Regions from separate parts of the Mus musculus genome. Here all the other regions are linked to region 2. Evidence: chromatin contacts called from public HiChIP or PLAC-seq data. All regions are on one chromosome and are shown on one strand. Each heading gives the region's core, a stretch centred on a gene start, on an enhancer-like site or on the middle of the called end of the contact. The rest is flanking DNA. Distances are from core to core; before and after follow the strand shown. Region 1 overlaps 4933435C09Rik (a long non-coding RNA gene). Region 2 overlaps Rad51b (RAD51 paralog B). Region 3 overlaps Gm46361 (a long non-coding RNA gene).

Region 1 (2,762 bases), core at 154-2,653, 410 kb after region 2:
ATCACCCAATCCCAGAGTTGGAGAAAATCCCAGACACATCAACCAGCCTTTTCAGTGATATACGATGGACCTTGTGGCCCAAGCTCCTATGATCAGGACAAGACTGGCTCTAGCCTTGGGTGCAGTTTTGTTCTAAGAGCCTGGCCTGTAGTAGGTTCCATAAGCCAGTGGTAAGTGAGTGAACAAGTGAATGAATGAATGAATGAATGAGTAATTCATTCCCTTGGTCTTGCTTTTTCTTCCGACCAAATGGGTCCCATCACTTCTCTGTGCTTTTCTAGAGACTCTGCCTCCTCAGACAACCTTGTGGTGTGACAGGGCTGGCCCAGGGTCTCTCTTATGGCTTTAAGGAAAAGACATCCAGATTCAAGTATACCAATGATGGCAGCCTTGTGCTGGTTTCCACAAACTTGGTGTGAACCTTGGCTTGAATAAGGGAAATCTCTTCTCCCACAGTGCTGTAGACAAGATGCTGTTAACAGGGACTCCTTCCAGGCACTCTGAGGCAGAGTGTGGTCCAGGCCTTCCTTCTAGCTTCTCCTGTTGCCTGCAATCCCTGGGCACGTGTTCAGTGAGCATGGTGGTATGAATGAGAAAGCCTACCATAGGCTTATCATCTGAGACCACAAATGTGCACCACCACATCTAGATCTTTACATAGGCTCTGGGGATGGAGCATGGATGGTTAGGCTTGCGCAGACAAGCATTTTTAACTGCTAAGCCATCCCCCCCCAGCTCTCCGTTTTGCTTTTCTTCATGTGTCTTCTGTGTCCTCCCCCCCGAGTCTCCTGTTTCTTCTTGTCGCAGTCCTCATTTCACATCCTATATCTATGCTCGCACCCACAGATCTACATATAAACATCACAGGCTAAGATCTGATAGGACAGAGAACATACGGTGTTCTCTTCCTGAATCTGGGCCACCTCATTGAGTATAATTTCCAGGTCCACACATTTTCCTGCAAGTTTCATAATTTTGTCTTTCTTTACAGCCGAATGAAATGCCATCACGTATAAGTACCACATGTTCGCAATGCGTTTGTGTGTTGATGGCCATCTAAGCATGCTCTAATTCCCTGTTACTGTGAGTAGTGTAGCGACACACACAGATATGCAGGTATCTGATGCAGCCCAGGAGTGGGATAGATGGGTAAACTCCTAGTCCAGCCACAGACCACAGACCACAGACACATTCTTCTAAAAGACTTTCTGGGGACACTTTTCAGATCCTGGGGACACTTTTCCCTTCAGGAAAGTCATGGGAAAAGAGAGGCAGGCAGCAGCAGTTGGCCTGTCTTCCTCCACCCTTAGCAAGGCCACAGAAACCTTGCCCCAGCCCTATCCTCTGGAGGAAGTCAGTCAGCCTCACCCTGCCCCTCTGTCCCAGGCCCTCGGAGGCTCCCCACCCCCACTGCTCTTTTCTGTTTACACTGGGAGTTGAGCTTCTGCAGAGCTTAAGTGCAGTTCTGGCCCTTTTGTTTGTTTTGAAGTCAAGTTACAACTTTGCTCCCGGATTTATTGCAAATTCCATTTATCTCCCTCTGCCCTGGGTCTCTCTGTGCAAATCCTTTAGGTCTTCTCTCCCCACTGAGGACAAATGTCAATTGACACAGGAAAGGATAGGCGTGTACAGATGTGGGGGAGGGACGCACAAGGGCCAGAGCTGTCCCCAGGCTGGTAGCACAGGAGACTCACAGATAACCCAAGGTGGGCAGGCACAGCAGTCTGCCCATCACACACACACACACACACACACACACACACCCATTTTTCATAGACCTTAATAGGAAAGGAGAGCCAGGCCCAAAGAAATCCCAGTCCTGAGGGGTAAAGTAAACAAAGGGAGGTTCTGGTCTGAGGAGAGAAGCCTGTGGCAATTTTTAGCAGGAAGTGGTGTGAGGCCAAGGGTCCTGGGAGGCCTGGAATGGAAGCTCCTTGGAGTTGATCTGACAAGGGCTGAGGGCCTGAGAGTTGGGTATGGGTTCGAGTCCAGGCCTTGCTGGGAGAGCACAGCCTCAGAGAACCTGCTTCCTTCACGTGGCTATCTCAGGTCTCTCCAAACCCCACTGTGCCCGTAAACTGCTGCCGAAGAGCAAACATCACCACATGAATCTCACTAGGGAAAGAAAGAATCAAACTGAGCTGAACAAATTGGAACCGGGAAATCCCACTGTGCTGTCCGTCTGTTGGCGGTGGTGGCAGCGGCTTGTCCTTCCAAGACAGGAAGTGCTGATGGCCTGTCTCTTCCTTGCCTAAGGTCCCTGGCATGCAGAAGACACTTGAGTGGAGTAAAAGAGGCTGACCCTTCCCCTTTCCACCCCTAGCCAGGGGACCAGACAAGGGGTTAGAGTGCCCTGGAGCAGGCTCTGGTGGTGGGCAGCAGGTAAGAAGAGACACTTTTCCAAAATGTCTTCCCCGGGGCATCACCCAAGTCATAAAGCTAGAACCTTAGCCTCTCAGCCAAGGACCCCACAAAGCAGGGTTAGGGAGAGAGGACAGAGCACCCCACCCCTTACCTCTGAGAGCACCCATTGCACCTCTAAGTGCTGTTGTATGGGAGAAGCACTTCTCCACACAGGGCACTGGGCTCCATTCACAGTCTGTCAGGACTTGATTCGTCCTTGGTCTCTAATCAACTGGGCCACTGGCCCAGCCTCTCCCTGCCTCTCGCCATCCATCCTCCTGCATCAACCACATTTCTCCAGACACAACACCGCCTCTTAATAGGCTCAACAGCTTACTTACTGTGTGCCTTGGACATCC
Region 2 (2,700 bases), core at 149-2,648:
ATGCTCGTTGTTTTTTCTGTTTCTTCTGTTTTTCTTTGGCCTCCCGTCTCTCCTCAGTATTAAATTCCCTTCTTGCCTATTATTCCTACCTTCTTCTGTTTCCCAACCCCTAATTACTGGCTCCATATCCTTAGACTTCCCAGCTTCTTAGTTCATGTCCTCATCTCCTAAGGTATCTGATGTCCACCCACCTAGTGTGTGTTAGAAGGCTTGTGTGTTTGGAGAGACCGTCTATTCATTGTTAATAGAATCCAATTTGCAGTTTCCTTAGAAACAGGGCAGCTGCTGATCTTCAGATTACCCACGGTTTTCATGCACACTCTTTTGTCGCGTTAGGAGCAACATTTATCTGTAAAACATGTCAGAAATATACTTTAATAAAAGGTGTAAGTTAGAATGGCACCATTTATTATTGAGAGAAGCTTACTATTTCCTTTGAGAAAAAGGTCTTGAAGAGCTGGCATTTTTAAAAAGTTTTTTTTTTAATTTAATTTCTTTTAGTTATTTACTTTACATCCCGCTCACTGCCCCACTCCCAGTCACTCTCACCCCACCCCACCCCCACACACAATCCCCCTCTCCTCTGAGCAGGTGCCGCCCCTGGGTAGCCCCCCAACCCTGGCACTTCAAGTCTCTGTGAGACTAGGTCCTTTCTCTCCCATAGAGGCCAGACAAGGCAGCCAGAAGAAGATATTCCACATACAGGTAACAGCTTTTGGGATAGTCCCCAGTCCAATTGTTCAGGACCCACATAATGGTCAAGCTGCACACCGGCTACATATGTGCGGGACGGCCTGGGTCCCACCCACTGGACAGCCAGTGTATGCTCTTTTTGTGGTGGTTCAGAGAAGAGCTGGCATTTTAATTTCTGATTTACCAACATTTTCCTGGCACTGTCAGAAGTCACTCCTTAGTCCAACGTTGCAGTATAGCTTTTACAGAGCATAGATATGAGAGCCACTTGACAACAAGTGACTTGTTTAGGATTTCACAGCAAGCTAATTGCAGAGGCCCTGGGTTTCCTGCCTCTTGATCCCTGTTGCATGAATATAAAAGCACATATTATGTATTGCTTATTTATATGAATGCCCCAGAGCATTTCCTTTGCTTTAATGAAATTGTGAAAATTATTGCCCAGTAAGGGAATTGTTACAATAGAAAACAAATAAAGTGGGCATGAGGTTCCTAGTTTATTATTGTTTTCCGTCTGACCAATGAAGGCAGCTGTGGGTTCCTGGGCTTCTTGAACCTTGAGCACTATATTCATGTTATTCTACACAATGAAGTTCCCTGAAGTCCTTGAAAAACCACAAAAACAAAATTTAAAGTACAAAATGTTACTATTGATTAACTCAGACTGACTCTTGTTTGTTTACAAAGTTCCCAGGCCTCCATGGGGCAGGGAATTCCCTGTGGTGAGTTAGTAAGCATCCCTGTGGGAGCCAGCATGGCTTGGTGATATGTTTTGGATTTCTGAAAATGTCTTTCTGTTGGGTTGAGGAGGGGAAACAGCTTGTGGAACTGCTCTGGGTACTGCCAGCGGACTGCTTGGGAATGAAGAGTGCATTCCAGTAGTACGTTAGGGGGAGGTTAGCTGGTCAGGAAATATAACCCTTACCAAAGGTAATGGCTCCCACTAGCATTTTCAGTAAGGAGTACCAGATGTGAGTAGTTAATTATTCTCAGAGCTGATAAGTACCTGCCAGCCAAGGCTAATTTTATTTTCAGTAAACAGTGGCCAAAGGTCCTAGCTGTTCATTTGATAGGATAGGGCCTGTTTGCACTTATCTATTAATAAATGCACAACACTCCTTTCGTTTTCCTTTCCCAGGGCCAGATAAAACATTTCAGACACTCAAAGTATTTGTCTCAGTAAATCAGACAAAAGTAGACAAATCTGGTGATTAACTTGGTAAACAGAGAGTGGTTAAGTGTTACCTTTGGTGTTTAACCCAATGCCAAATAAATAATATTAATCACATGGCATTTTCAATAACCTTTATGAAGTAAGACAGAGAGGATTTTCCACCCCTTTTTTTTTTTTAACCACCAGGGGTATAAGTGTATCTCTTAAGTGCTTTCAGATGTCATTTTGTAGGGAGATTGTGAAAGTCAGTTTAAGATGAGATTTATTCTTATGTACCATGAGTAACTCATTGGGAATGTTGTATCAGTGAGCACTGTGTGGAAACCTGGAAAGCTCTATGGTTCATCCCAGAAGGAAGACTGGCGGTTCCTACGTAGAGATAATAGCCTTCTAAAGGTTTCATTTGGATGGAGTCCTTTTATACCAGTAAGAGGGGTAACAGAAATTCATTCCTGCCTAGATTTTCATCTTTGAGGCAAAGGATTCCGTTAAGTATTGAACTGTTTATTTTGTGATGTCCATGCTTGTCCTGTGAGAACTAGTGACAAGTGCAGTGCTTACTTGGTACTGGGTAACATAGCACTTTTACATCAAAGAATTTTCAATCACTCCAAGCCTAGACTAGATTTTCCTGGTGACCCAGTACTGCTATTTCCAGTTACCATTTCTATCATTAAACCTTCCTCTTTATTTTAGTCAAAATCTGCATGCTCTACCAAATTTAGTGTCTTTTTTGCATTGGCTTTGTATTTGCAAGTAGCTTATGAAATTCTTTTTAGTTTCCCATGATATGTAATAATCCTAGTTTACTAAACATTGAACATTTTAAAAAA
Region 3 (2,700 bases), core at 120-2,619, 370 kb after region 2:
TCTCTCACTCTCTCTGATGTCTCTCTCTGTGTCTCTGCTTCCCCCTGTCTCTCTGTCTCCTTTTTTTCCACAAGCCCTTGCAGTCTGCAATTTAGGATAGGCATGGCTTCCAAAGTCACCATCCTGATCATCCTGAGCATCAAAGTGACCCCTCCTGTGGACATTTGCCTCACTCCAGGGATATATAAAGAGGTGCTCAGCAGATGAGGACCAGACCTTTGCAACCGAAAATTCAACTTTAAAGTTCCAAAGATCTGTCCCAGGAAGGCTGGAGGGCTGTGTGATCTACAAGGTGAGACAGGGAATTTCAAGGTTGGAATCAAAGGCTCCTGAGCAGATGGAAAAAAAAAAGAAACATAGGTATGCAGCCACCCAGACAACAGCCAGTTAACCCTTCCTTTCCCAAGCCCACTGTTGGACTTTATGAGAGTCTCAGTCTCTGAATAGGTATGCCTCAGTTTCTCCTGCAAGCATGCTGTGACACATGGCAAACTTAACTTCTTTTACATGCTATATAATATCAAGAGCAATAAGATAGTATTATTTTATTGGTTCTATATTCTGTTTAATTTTTTGCGGGGGGAACACAAGACCTTGCTATGTACCCCAGGTCGGATTGAAAGTCATAATTCTCCTGCCTCAGTCACCCAAGTGTTGCAATTATAGGCGTGAGTCATCCATCATTTCTAATTCTGATTTTCTTCTCTGACTATCAGTGGTGAAGAGCTGAGTAAGTAAGAGTTGCTGTTACTCAGCTGGTGAAGTAGCTGGGTGGATTAGGGGTTTGCACAAAGCCTGACCACCCCAACTTTGACTCACTGGGACCCAGTGGTGGAAGGAGTGAACTGACTTCTGCAAGCTGTCTCCTGACCACCGCCTATATGTGTGCCCACACGTGCACAGATGAAGAAATAAAAATGTAATCAAAATCAAAAAGAGTCATTGCTGCTCTATAATGAAAAGATCTTCACTCATTAAAGGAACCCACAACGGATCATCTCATGCCTTCTTTAATAGTGCAACTTTGAAAGACATCCAGTTAGTGGCCCAGTGGTTATTTATTTATTTATTTATTTATTTATTTTCTACCTCTTCTGGAGTAGGTGACAGACACCACAGGGGAATGTTCAAGTGAAAAGCCCAGCATCCCTGGAAGACAAGAACAGAAGCCTTTGGACATCTGCACGGGACTCCATCACCAACACATCCAAACACTTTCTCGATCTGGAGGAAGAGCCTATCCCATGTTCCACAGAAGGCCCTGGCTCCTGCCAGTTCCTCCCTGGTTCACTGCTGGGAACCACAAGAGTGGCCTCTCTCATCCCTGCTGCCTCACTGGCCAGTGGAAGGGCAGAGTTGGCAGAAGAGCCTTTGTGAGCCTTGTTGACTCTGCTGGGTTCAGAGAGGCCTTCACAGTTGACTCAGCTAAGGAGAGTTGTTTACTTCCTGCAGCCTTGAGGTCTGCCAAGCACAGGGCCCAGCTGGGCAGTTCAGTGCCCGGGTCTCTCACTCCCACACCAGTACCTGTAGAGATCAGTGAACAGCCCCTGCTAGGCCGGCCAGACTGAGTCTGCACAAGCTGCCTTGGCCCTCAGCACAGACTCCTTCCTCCCTGCTAGTTCAGCTAGCCAGGCCTGCCTTAGTGACACTCCTGGGCTGGGTTTCTTTCTTTCTTCCTGAAGTCCAGAGCCCAGTTATTTACCCAAAGAAAACAGGGAAGTGACAAGGTAACAGAGTACACATGTTGTGAAAATATGCAGGCTGAGGCTGAAGAAAAGAAAACATTCTTCCATAAGGAACTGCCTTGTTAATTCATATTCTTCCCCCTCCAGATTAGAACCAGCCATTGCTTGTGCTCCTTCAAGTACTTTCTGTGGTTCCATGACAGCTGCCTACATGGGGCAAGATTTGGCTTGAAAAATGGGCCATCGGTCATGCTTTGGGTGGGGTGGAGGTTGTGGGGGGGGGTCAGACACTAAAATTCCCAGATAACTCAAATTCACTGCTCGCTCACTCTCTCGGCGGGATACAGGGGGGAGAGAGGTGGCATGGAGAATGGATTGTACAAACGTCAAGACATAACCTGATTTTCCACAAGAAGCCACAGCTCAGTAATGAACAGTCTTTGGAATGAGCTTTTCAACTCCTCTTGAAGTTGGTTTCCGATCCCTGGCAAACCCGGTCTCTGCAGCCTTGAGTAACGGCCACAGGCTGATTCTCGGCAATTAAAAATAATATTGGCCCTGATAGAGAACTCTTGGGCACCCCCCTCCCTTACACACCCTTTTCATTACGTGCCAAAGATTACTTTCCCAAACCTGTTTCAGAACAGCTGGCCGAGTTGGAGGAGCAGGCTCAGCCCTCGTGGCCTGGAGAGAGGCTGCAGTTATTAATAGCATTTGCTCTGCCTGGTGTTTGGGGCAGGAAGAGGGTGACCTGTGTCTGTTTGGAAAGTTGGGTCCTAATCAGTTTGGGGCCTGTTCTCTCTTCCCTGCATTCTTTAAACCTCAAGCTCTATGGATAGTGGCTGAGAGAGCCCACAGAGAGGCTGGGTAGGGCCAAATAGCCTCCCTATAAACCTTCAGGCTTCTCATTTCTTCCTTCGTGGTTGTTCTCTGCCTCTCAGTGGGTATTGGCCAGAGGACTGGCCAGGATCCTTTCAAGGGAGGTCTCTCACAGAGGCCTGGGCTGCCCCTGTTA

What was found. HiChIP or PLAC-seq counts read pairs in DNA pulled down with a chosen protein or histone mark.
Region 1: a contact with region 2 is called in an HNF4G HiChIP or PLAC-seq map of pancreatic cancer cells. The contact joins two enhancer-like sites. A contact is called at or near these places in 1 of 484 Hi-C or Micro-C datasets (bone marrow-derived macrophages) and 3 of 115 datasets of contacts at active chromatin or transcription factors (extraembryonic endoderm stem cells, fibro-adipogenic progenitors and pancreatic cancer cells).
Region 3: a contact with region 2 is called in a FOXA1 HiChIP or PLAC-seq map of pancreatic cancer cells. The contact joins two enhancer-like sites. A contact is called at or near these places in 2 of 484 Hi-C or Micro-C datasets (the HL-1 cell line and bone marrow-derived macrophages) and 2 of 115 datasets of contacts at active chromatin or transcription factors (astrocytes and pancreatic cancer cells).

Annotation. Positions count from the first base shown.
Region 1 is chr12:79,943,423-79,946,184 of GRCm38.p6, forward strand. 4933435C09Rik (a long non-coding RNA gene) reads left to right here. Exons shown (of 3, transcript XR_381736.3): 2 at 2,257-2,382. Among named protein-coding and RNA genes, the nearest start is that of 4933435C09Rik, 8.3 kb to the left of the region's middle. RefSeq lists an enhancer at 376-2,762. Within about 2 kb of position 1,404, at least 93 of the 459 cell types and tissues checked have an H3K27ac peak or open chromatin away from gene starts, as enhancers often do. A contact at or near this core is called in pancreatic cancer cells, where this site is marked.
Region 2 is chr12:79,530,488-79,533,187 of GRCm38.p6, forward strand. All of the region lies in intron 7 of Rad51b (RAD51 paralog B), which reads left to right. Among named protein-coding and RNA genes, the nearest start is that of Rad51b, 230 kb to the left of the region's middle. Within about 2 kb of position 1,399, at least 91 of the 459 cell types and tissues checked have an H3K27ac peak or open chromatin away from gene starts, as enhancers often do. A contact at or near this core is called in astrocytes and pancreatic cancer cells, where this site is marked.
Region 3 is chr12:79,903,647-79,906,346 of GRCm38.p6, forward strand. Gm46361 (a long non-coding RNA gene) reads left to right here. Exons shown (of 2, transcript XR_001780641.1): 2 at 179-936. Among named protein-coding and RNA genes, the nearest start is that of Gm51985, 5.5 kb to the right of the region's middle. Within about 2 kb of position 1,370, at least 114 of the 459 cell types and tissues checked have an H3K27ac peak or open chromatin away from gene starts, as enhancers often do. A contact at or near this core is called in astrocytes and pancreatic cancer cells, where this site is marked.